Linked DNA regions of Sus scrofa: all the other regions are linked to region 2. The links are chromatin contacts, called in public Hi-C maps. All regions are on one chromosome and are shown on one strand. The core of a region is the stretch at or near the end of the contact, and the rest is flanking DNA. Distances in the headings are between cores, read along the strand shown. Region 1 has its middle 97 kb from the start of TPM1. Region 2 has its middle 24 kb from the start of MIR190A. Region 3 has its middle 61 kb from the start of TPM1.

The links. A called contact is a pair of places that touch in the nucleus more often than the background predicts.
Region 1: a contact with region 2 is called in a Hi-C map of skeletal muscle, with 15 times the contacts expected there. The contact joins two enhancer-like sites. A contact is called at or near these places in 2 of 47 Hi-C or Micro-C datasets (both in skeletal muscle) and 1 of 2 datasets of contacts at active chromatin or transcription factors (skeletal muscle).
Region 3: a contact with region 2 is called in a Hi-C map of skeletal muscle, with 13 times the contacts expected there. The contact joins two enhancer-like sites. A contact is called at or near these places in 3 of 47 Hi-C or Micro-C datasets (fetal liver and skeletal muscle) and 1 of 2 datasets of contacts at active chromatin or transcription factors (skeletal muscle).

What each region holds. Positions count from the first base shown.
Region 1 is chr1:109,111,738-109,114,739 of Sscrofa11.1, forward strand. No RefSeq gene overlaps it. Among named protein-coding and RNA genes, the nearest start is that of TPM1, 97 kb to the left of the region's middle. Within about 2 kb of position 1,379, at least 7 of the 83 cell types and tissues checked have an H3K27ac peak or open chromatin away from gene starts, as enhancers often do. A contact at or near this core is called in skeletal muscle, where this site is marked.
Region 2 is chr1:109,199,997-109,203,094 of Sscrofa11.1, forward strand. No RefSeq gene overlaps it. Among named protein-coding and RNA genes, the nearest start is that of MIR190A, 24 kb to the right of the region's middle. Within about 2 kb of position 1,690, at least 12 of the 83 cell types and tissues checked have an H3K27ac peak or open chromatin away from gene starts, as enhancers often do. A contact at or near this core is called in fetal liver and skeletal muscle, where this site is marked.
Region 3 is chr1:109,075,599-109,078,781 of Sscrofa11.1, forward strand. No RefSeq gene overlaps it. Among named protein-coding and RNA genes, the nearest start is that of TPM1, 61 kb to the left of the region's middle. Within about 2 kb of position 1,578, at least 10 of the 83 cell types and tissues checked have an H3K27ac peak or open chromatin away from gene starts, as enhancers often do. A contact at or near this core is called in fetal liver and skeletal muscle, where this site is marked.

The DNA.
Region 1 (3,002 bases), core at 129-2,628, 89 kb before region 2:
TCCTTCAGAAGAGAGTGGATTCACTCCATCTCGAGTTTCCATTCCAGCCAAGCTAAAATGATTTCTGCTTTTAAAATGTTCAGAATCTTAAAAAATGGAAAAAAAAAAAAAAAACAAAACCCACAAAACGGAGTTCCTGTTGTGGTGCAGGAGAAGCGAATCCAACTAGGAACCATGAGGTTGTGGGTTTGATCCCTGGCCTCACTCAGTGGGTTAAGGATCCAGCATTGCCGTGAGCTGTGGTGTAGGTCACAGACTCAGCTTGGATCCTGCATTGCTGTGGCGGTGACTGTGGCTGGCAGCTGTAGTTCCAATTCAACCCCGAGCCTAGGAACCTCCATATGCCTTACATGTGGCCTTAAAAGGGGAAAAAAAAGAAAGAAAAGAAAAAAGAAAACACTATAAAGATGACAAAGCCTAACCAGTGGCCATTCTGACAGCCACCACTTCTCATGTTTAGATGCTGTCACAGGACATGCACCCACATGTGCAGACAATGATGTGCCACCACTCTGGAGCGTCCACCAAGGTTCCCCAGCCCAGCTCAGAAGGGAGCCTTGCTAAGAAGCAGGGGACAGCCCACCAGGGCACAACCTGGCTAGTCTTGCTAAGGGGCTGCTTACCCCAAACCTTCCTAAGCCTCCTTATTCCCTCCCCATAATCTTGTGGGGATCAAAGATTCTTTGGGGATTTCCCAGAGGATGACACCCACGACCTCAGGAGATGCAGGAGAGTGAAGGGCAGCAGAAACAGGGCACTGGGTGCTGGAGGCAGCCAGAGGGGACAGCGGTGGCTGGGGTCTGGGCCCTGGGTTGGATCTGGCCACAGAGAGGAAGTGAGAAGTCCTTTTAGACAGGAGAGAGATGCTTCAGGTGGAGAAGCTGACACTCAGATGGCTTGTTATGGAAGGACCATAAAGGGAAGGGAGCTAATGTTTACTAAACACCTGTTATTTTCTCACCACCATAATATATGCCAGAGGGATAGAAACAGGTGTGGTCCCTCACGGAGGGAGCACAGGGTCTAGCGGGCTGGGAGGCATCAGGGAGCAGCCGCATCAAGGTCAGCCTGGAGGCTGCAGAGGGGCTGTGATGGATGAGCCTCACCCCAACCCGGTCCTCATCACCTGGGTGGCTCCCTTCTCCAGACAGGGGCTGGACCCTGGGCTTAAAGGGGTGATGTCTCAGTGAGGGCTTTCCGTCTTCCTGAGGTCCCAGCCAGCTCCAACCCCTCAGATCAGGCCCAAGGCAGGACTGTATCTTGTTCTCTGGCGTCATGACTCAGCTGACCAAAATAACTCACGCTAGCAGCAGCTCTTTCTGCATCTTGTGGGCTGCGGACAGGCATACTGGGAAGGCCAAAGCTGACAACCAGTGAAACATGAGGAGCCTCCATGTGACCCAGCCACAGATAGGGCAGCGGAGGAGAGAGACAGAGATGCAGAGAGAGTCAGAGACAGAGAGACACACGCAGTGAGAGATGTGCTGAGGAACTGAATGGTGCTTCTTCTAGCACTGGGGCTGGTGTGCTCCTCTGCTCTTATCTCAGCACCTGAGGGAGTCACAGGGCATCCTGTATCCTGGGACTTACAGCGTGTTTTCCCTGGTCTCGGGGCTGTGTATTGCACTGCTGAGCACACCTACAAGGTGGTTTAATGCCCTGTAAATGGACTCTTCCCAAAGCCAGTTTACATGGCAGCTCCCACTCTCACAGGCTCCCAGTGCTCCCCCTCCCCTAGGCTCCAGGATGGTCCCGTTCCCAGGACCCCCTTGTTTTGGCCCTCGGGCACAGGGTCTGAATGTACACCTAACAGAATCACTTCACAGGTGTCTTGTTCTGTGGGTTGGAACTAGCAGACGGGGAGGGACGTCGTCCGTCTTTCCTGCTCATCCACATCCAGTGCCCCGACCAGGGTGCATCTCACCCCTGCTTCTCCCATTCTGAGTCAGCAAGGGAAGCTCACCATTAAAAGTGGGGCTGGCACTAGGCTGGGTGCTTACCAACATCCTTTCACCTAGACGGCGATCCCAGGACACAGATACTGTTGGGTTGGTGAGAAAACTGAGCTCAAAGAGCATCAGTGACATGCTCAAGGCCACACTGCTGGTTAGGGAGGAGATGAATTTGGATCCAAAGCCTTTGGTGGCACTGCACCCAGTGTCACATCCTCATGCTTCTCTCCCCAAGTGGGACCACAGTACTCAGAGCCTGGACAGCGCATCTGAAAATGGGCATTCTTTACACACAAGTCCTAGCAAACCCGAGTCCTCTTATCCTAATGGATTGGGACTGGCGGTTGGTTGATTAATCAACTAGTAGGGCTGAAAAATCATAAAATAAGATACACATAATCTCATTTTGTTGTGGCTTGAGGGCATTTTCTTTCTTTTTTTTTTTTTCTTAAAGCACCCTGATGACAATCCTCCCTGTCTGGCACAAGCCACGCTCATAATTTTCACTGTGTTTATAAAGAGAGAAACTAAGTTGCTTGTGACACAATTTCAGTGCAGATTCCTAGATTTATACAAAGTTCTTGTTTTTTTTTAAGAACTTTCTCATCCACATTTTGCATAAAAAGAGTTTTTAGGGGTTCACCGTGGTCAAGTTTTTCTAAAGCAACATGTTTATCATAAAAGAGCAGTAATTTTCTTTTGTTCTCCTCCTTTCCTTTGGTTTGTGTTCTTTTTGGTTAAATTAGTTACAGCATTAGTATAAGTGTCATAAATAGATTTGGGAACAAAAATAATTGATTCCTGGTAAATATTTGGTGGCAACAGAGGATGGAGGCGTGTAAGAAGTGAGCTCTTAGCTGGGAGCAGCACTTGGCATCTTTAAGACAGAAGGTAGGGGCTGCTGACCATGAGTTGAGGGGAGTTTGATTAAGAGGATTTGCCCAGGACTTGACAGAGGGTCGAGGCGAGGACCAACTCAGACAGTAGGAGAGAGGGGATCCAGGGACGGGTGCTTGCACATCATCACGGTGACTGAGCCTTGCCTGTGCT
Region 2 (3,098 bases), core at 440-2,939:
TTTTATGTAGGTGTGAGGGGGAAAAAGGAAGAAAACTTTGCTGAGTGCCTGCTCTGGGACCAGACGCTTGCTGGCTTTCCCCATGTGATGGCTGTCTGGGGTCAGTTACAGTGTGTTGGCAGCAAGTCCAACTCAGGCTGGCTTAAACATGGTAGGAATGTATGTGGCCAGGAACTGGGAAGTCTGGAAGAAGTAGGATTAGGCAAGCTGATCAATAACATCACCAAAGACAGAGATTCTTTGATTCTCTTTGTTCTGCCACTCTTGGGGTGGGCTCCATCCTGAGGCTGGCTCTGCCTGTGGACACAAGAGGCTGCTCCGTCCTCCCTGAGGCATTTCCTCCCAGCCCCTTGGCCAGATCAGGTTGCAGCCCATCCCAGAACCAGGCACCACTGGGAGGAATGGTGTTGTCCTGGGACCCATTGGGCCTGCCCCAGACTTGAGTTCGACGCTCCCAAAGTATTGCTGCGGCTCCACAGGGGCAGGGGAAGTAGATGGTGGGAGGGTGAAGTACAGAGTTTAGTCCAGACCCCTCCTCACCCCCACCCCAAGATTTGGAAGGAAGTGACTTGCTCAAAGCCATGTCCATCTGAAGTCCAAAGTCATGTTCCCCCCACCCCCGCCCTGTGTCTGTTCACTGTGCTGCCTTATGAGGCGAGAAAAGTGGAGGAAAATGTTTGGAGAATCAGATTTCAGATGCCCTTTAGCTGCAGGAGGAAACTCTGGCCTTCCTTTTCTTCCAGATGGCCTTCACATTCCACTAGGATTTGGACCATGAGCACCATTTTATAGCTCACAGCATCTGAGGTCCTTTCAGTATTTCATTAACAACCTCTGACTGGCTGGAGCCCATTTTTGGGATTTTGCTGAACAATGCTGAGTGTTGTCAGGAGGTTTCAGGATATATAGGATCAAGCTGTGTTTCCTTGCAGCTGTCCCAGGAAGGGAATCCTAAGCGAGCAACTTTCAGAGAAGCTATTGTAGCAATAGTGTTGCCTTGTGGGGCCATAGGAGTGGGTGGGGAAGGAAGGGGCAGCTGTGGGTAACTGTTTGCACACTTTTTTTTTTTTGGCCTCTTAAAGTTCAAATCAGCCAGAGTCCAAAACAGCTGATCCCCAGGTCATAAACACTGGTTGCCAACTGCACGGTCCAACGTTTATCACCTAGGCAATCTGTCTTCATTACATTTCTCATATCTCCACAGCTCGGTTTTAGGTGCTGGGGAAGCTGCATGTGACAAGATGTGATCCCTGCCTATGACCTAGATGAGGCTGCTGCACAGACGAAATATTACCTTGTCATACGAGACAGAGGGCTGGCCACGTGTGCTGAGAGGGCAGGGGAGACAGACAGTAATTCCAGTAGGATTTTACAACAGGGCTCCCCAAGGCATGAGGCTTGCAACATTTGTCTCTCAAAATACATCGCAATGAAAAAGAAAGTGCTCCAAGGCCAAAAATTGGGGCAAAACTGTATATTATATGCTCCTTTTTGAGAGATCCAATGTATATGAGCTTCTTATAGACCCTAAGACACCTCATAGAGGCATAAGGCATTTAGTTGTTTACCTTTAATATTAGTATTCTCATATTTATTTGCCCAACAAATGTCCCCCTTTCCCCCAAGGAAAACAGGAGTGCCCTATGAGTGTCCGATGGAACCACACTGCCCCCTGTGGTCACAACCTGCCAGGACACCTAGCCGGAAGGACAGCAACATTGGGTGCCAAGGGCTCTTCTCCCTGGAACCCAGGAACAGCCCAAGTGGCAGAAGTGCTTTGTCAGGAGCCATCTCCTCGGCAAGCACAGCCATCTCCTCCAGGATGCACACCTGAGAAGGGGGCCGCCAAAGTGCCCATGGTATCCGAAAAATGTGCCCCATTCATCAGGTGAGCTGAGGGTGAACCAGAAGGCAGGGAGGGCAGGCGTGAAGAACGTGGGCTTAGGCAGAGTGCAGCCAGCCTGAAGGGTCTGACTCGTCCCTCTAGCTTCGGGCAGCTTTGTGGTCCTCTTTCTGCCCTTTCTTTTCTGTCTACCTGCAGAGGCCACAGATGCGTTCTGTGCTCCCAGCTGCTTCCCATCTACTGAGGGCCTACCCCAGCCTGCCTCTTTTGTGGGAACCCAGCCCACGTGGGCGCTCCTGCCCTGATGCCCTGCACCCTCCCAGCCCGCAGCCCCCTGTGGGTGACTTGTGTTATTCTCACTTTCCCTTGCAGGAGGCTGCATTCTTCAGGAAGGTCTAAGATCTTTGAAGGGAAGGGCTGGGCCTTTTAGTTTCTTCCCATCTTCCCTAATGCCCACGGAGTCCAGGCTGCCTCTCCTTTCCCGCTTCCCCACAAGGGCCCTATAATATCAAGCTGCTGGAACCATAGGACTGGGGCCCTGGCTCAGGCCCCTTCTCCCTCTGGGCTGCCCCAACACCCAGGCCGCAGTTGCAACACGGCCTGCCTTCAGGCCCAGAAAGCACTTCTTCAACATTCAGTTCTAGCCTTAATTGAACCAAGCTTTTGTTTCTAAAAGTAAATCTCCAGAGAGAAAGGCCCAAACGGACAGGAAGCTCCTGATCCAGCCACAAGTGCTGACGTCTGCTTTTGTCCCCGCCAGGTGCCAGCCCCCCAGGCACTCCTGCTCTGGGGCCCTAAGAGCTTCTTGTGTGGGACGTTAAGGCAGCATAGCAAAGCTGCTGCAGTCATGGCCTGCTGAGGGTGCAGAGTGTTCAAGTAAAAACACGGTTGAATTTCTCTGAGTGCAGTTTAGACTTGATAGAATTGCCGTCTGAGAGAACCGCCCCCCCCCCCCACCCCCGCACCCTCAAACAGGATTTTGGAATCACCAGGTGAGAATAAAGCCAAGCTGGGCTCCTGGTAACCTGCATGTTAAAAGCTCCTTAGCCAGGTGCTCATTCAGTGACCCTCAGGACACTGTCCCCCTCATACACACTTGGACTTGCCACCCCCTCCTATGGTTTCCGCTGGCCCCACCCTCCCTGTGCCCGACTGCCCAGCAGGCCCATTCTCATGTCCCAGCCTCCACCATGTGTCATGTGGCTCCCTTTGCTCCGAGGTCCTTCTCTCTACCTCTGCCTAACTTCCATCCAGT
Region 3 (3,183 bases), core at 328-2,827, 120 kb before region 2:
GTCACTTTGCTATACAGCAGAAATCAACACAACATTGTAAATCAACTCTACCCTAATTTTAAAAAATAAATTAAAAAAACACACACAAAAATTGAAATGTACTGGCTGTGTGTCAGATTTGAATCTTGGGCAAGACACTCACGCATCCTTCACTCCCTCTCCTACATCGCACCCACACAAACAGACAACACTGGCTATTCTGCAGATAACATTTAGTACTGAAGTGTTGTATGTGATGCAAATATGAGTCAAGGGTGTATGGAGGCTTTCTGAAGCCAAAGTGTCAGGATGCAATTTTGGTGGAAGTGGACCTGAATTGTTTCAAACTGTACAATTAATAACATTCCATTTCCATGACATCTACCGATTAATCCTGCCTGTTAGTGTAGACTTTTAGCCCTTGGGAGTTTAGATTCTCCTGGCTGACATGGGAGAACAAATTATGTTAGGCTTTCATTTTATAATAAAACGACTGGCACTGGAAGGAAGGGGTGGGTTGGGGCTGGGTACTGTTCCCTGAGAACCGGCGGGCCATGAATGCAGCACCTAAGCTTAATAAATCCCCTAAAGTTAGGGCAGAGCACTTTCACACCTGTTTTCCCATTGCTGCCCATGTATCTGGCACATAATACTGGCTTATGACATATATCTTGAAAAAAAAGCTGTTGATTAAATAGTAGTTCCTCCTTGGAGTTCCTGTGGTGGCTCAGTGGTAATGAACCTGCCTAGTATCCACGAGGACGTAGGTTCAATCCCTAGCCTCACTCAGTGAGTTAAGGATCTGACGTTGCTATGGCTGTGGTGCAGGCCGGCAGCTGCAGCTCCAATTCGACCCCTAGTCTGGGAACTTCCATATGCCATGGGTGTGGCCCTAAAAGTAAAAAAAAAAATATTTTTAATTAAAAAAAATAGTAGTTTCTCCTCCCCTTCCTTCATTGCACTCTTAGATTTTAATAGGAACCCTTTTGGAAGGTTTCAACCTGTTCCACTTCTGCAGGGGGGCATTGAGGAAGAGTGTTTCACATGGGAGCTGAAGCATCTTTCTGGGGCCATTGTGACAGTAGCAATCTCCCTTTCCCCTCCCACCTCCTCATGACCAGGAAGTGAAACTGGAGGGTGTAGTGCTGGGCTCCTCCCACTGACCTCTCTTCTCTCCATGACTACACACATCACTGCCTGAGTGAACACACTGAGTATCCCTGGGAAAGTTGGTTACCAACAGCCACGGTGGCAGAGGCTTGCAGGTATTTGCAAATCTAGTGAAGAGACTCAAGTGAGACTCATTCTTATCCAACAGGCTCTCCTGGCTTCATTCTGTGGCCTGAGTTAGGATGTGGCAGCTGCGAGGCACTCTGGTTTCCTACATAAGCTGGACAAAGTCACCTACTGACCTTTGAAAGGAGGCAAATCTCCCTCAGGGGTAGTTACAGGATTTGTGCCTGGCCCTGGTCAGTGTGGTCACTTCCACAAGGAAACAAAAACAATTTTCCACCCCCACAGCCTGGCCACTGTAGGGCAGGGAAACCACTTGCCAAGCTGAACAAAGACATTGCTGGCTTGCTCCAGGGCATTCTTTGAGCTCATCACCCTGAGGACACAAGCAGGAACTGTTGCTGTGGAAGGGTCCAGATCACGCTGCTGTGGCCACCAGCAGCTCTTTCACATCCATGATGATGTGTGGATCCCCTGGAGAGATGGATGGCTGGGGACTGGCAGGAACACCTGTCCTGGATCTGGGTAGACTGGGGACACTAGGCAGCCTGTTGCTGGAATGTGTGTAGCAAGAACACTTGTTTCTGAAATGAGATACCTTCTAATAAGCAGCTCTTCCTGCCTTTCCATTTATAAATGATGGAGGCAGCTGGTCTTGAGAGAGGACAGTATAACACAGGAACGGGAACAACGGTGTGTCCAGACCAGCCCAAAGGTGGCGGATGGGTCAGGCAATGTGTGTTTCTGAGGTTCTCAGGCGCTCCTCCGATGGAGCACATTTTGAGCCCACAGAGGCTCCTGTGCTCACTCCCTCCTCTGCGCTATCAAATCTCTCAGTAAGGGCTCTGCTATCAGTTGCGTAAATTGCAGTGAGAATTAAAGTCAGGCAAGGCTTTCCCCTGAATGTGGCTCTAAGGAGTTGACGTCTCCTCTCTGAGTGGTCGTCAGCTTTGATTAACCACAGGCCACAGGGCAAATCTTGCTTAATTCAAAGAAATTTTGGGTTTGGTATTTTATTGTTAATTTTTTTTTTTTTTCATTTTAGGGCCATCCCTGGGGCCTGTGGAAGTTCCTGGGCTAGGGGTTGAATTGGAGGTGCAATAGCAATGCCAGATGTGAGCCGCATCTGTGACCTACACTGCAGCCTGTGGCAAGGCCGGATCCTTAACCCACTGAGTGACACTCTGTAGGGTTCTTAACCTGCTTAGTCACAATGGGAACTCCCTGGTTTTGGTATTTTATAAAAAAAAATATTAAATATTTTTTACTTTTTTTGAAGAACTTTTCAAGTACATTAATAAGCTTTTTCATCTTGTAAATTTGAGAAGTTTGCTGGATAATTATTTTGATCCTCATGTTGCAGAGAAGAAACTGAGGCAGAGAGCATAAAGGCTGTGCACAAACTCCAGGATGAACTTGTGGGCTGCCACCAGCAGCAAAGTACCCCTAACCCAGGACAGAGGTCTTTCCTGGAAGTGTACTTTCCTGCATAGTCCAAAGACAGCACCACACACTGGGTCTTACTTCTACATGCTAAGTGCTTTATGATTGGCTATCACTTATGTCCTAAGAGGTGGGGACTTGGCCCCCATCTCCCAGATGGAGGCATGGGGGCTTAGGGAATTTAAACCACTCGCCCAATTGCTCACAGCCAGAAAGTGGCAGCACTGAGATTTCAGTCTAAGCCTAACTCCTAACTGTGTACTCTGTTTTCGATTCTTAGCAGGTCATTTAAAGACACCTCAGGCCCCTGTCAGTACCTGAGCTGAGGGGGATGGGAGTTACCCCAGCAAGGCTGGAGCTCCCCAGCCTCCACCTCTGATGGGGGTGGGGGTGGGGGTGAGGGAGGGCTTCTGGGGACCTTTCCAAGCCTCTGTGGAAGGGCAAGTACCCGTGGAGGGGAAGATCTGCTAAGCTGCCTGGGGGGGAAAAATGCACCTTTAGCTTTTTGAAGCCACATTTTAGTGATTT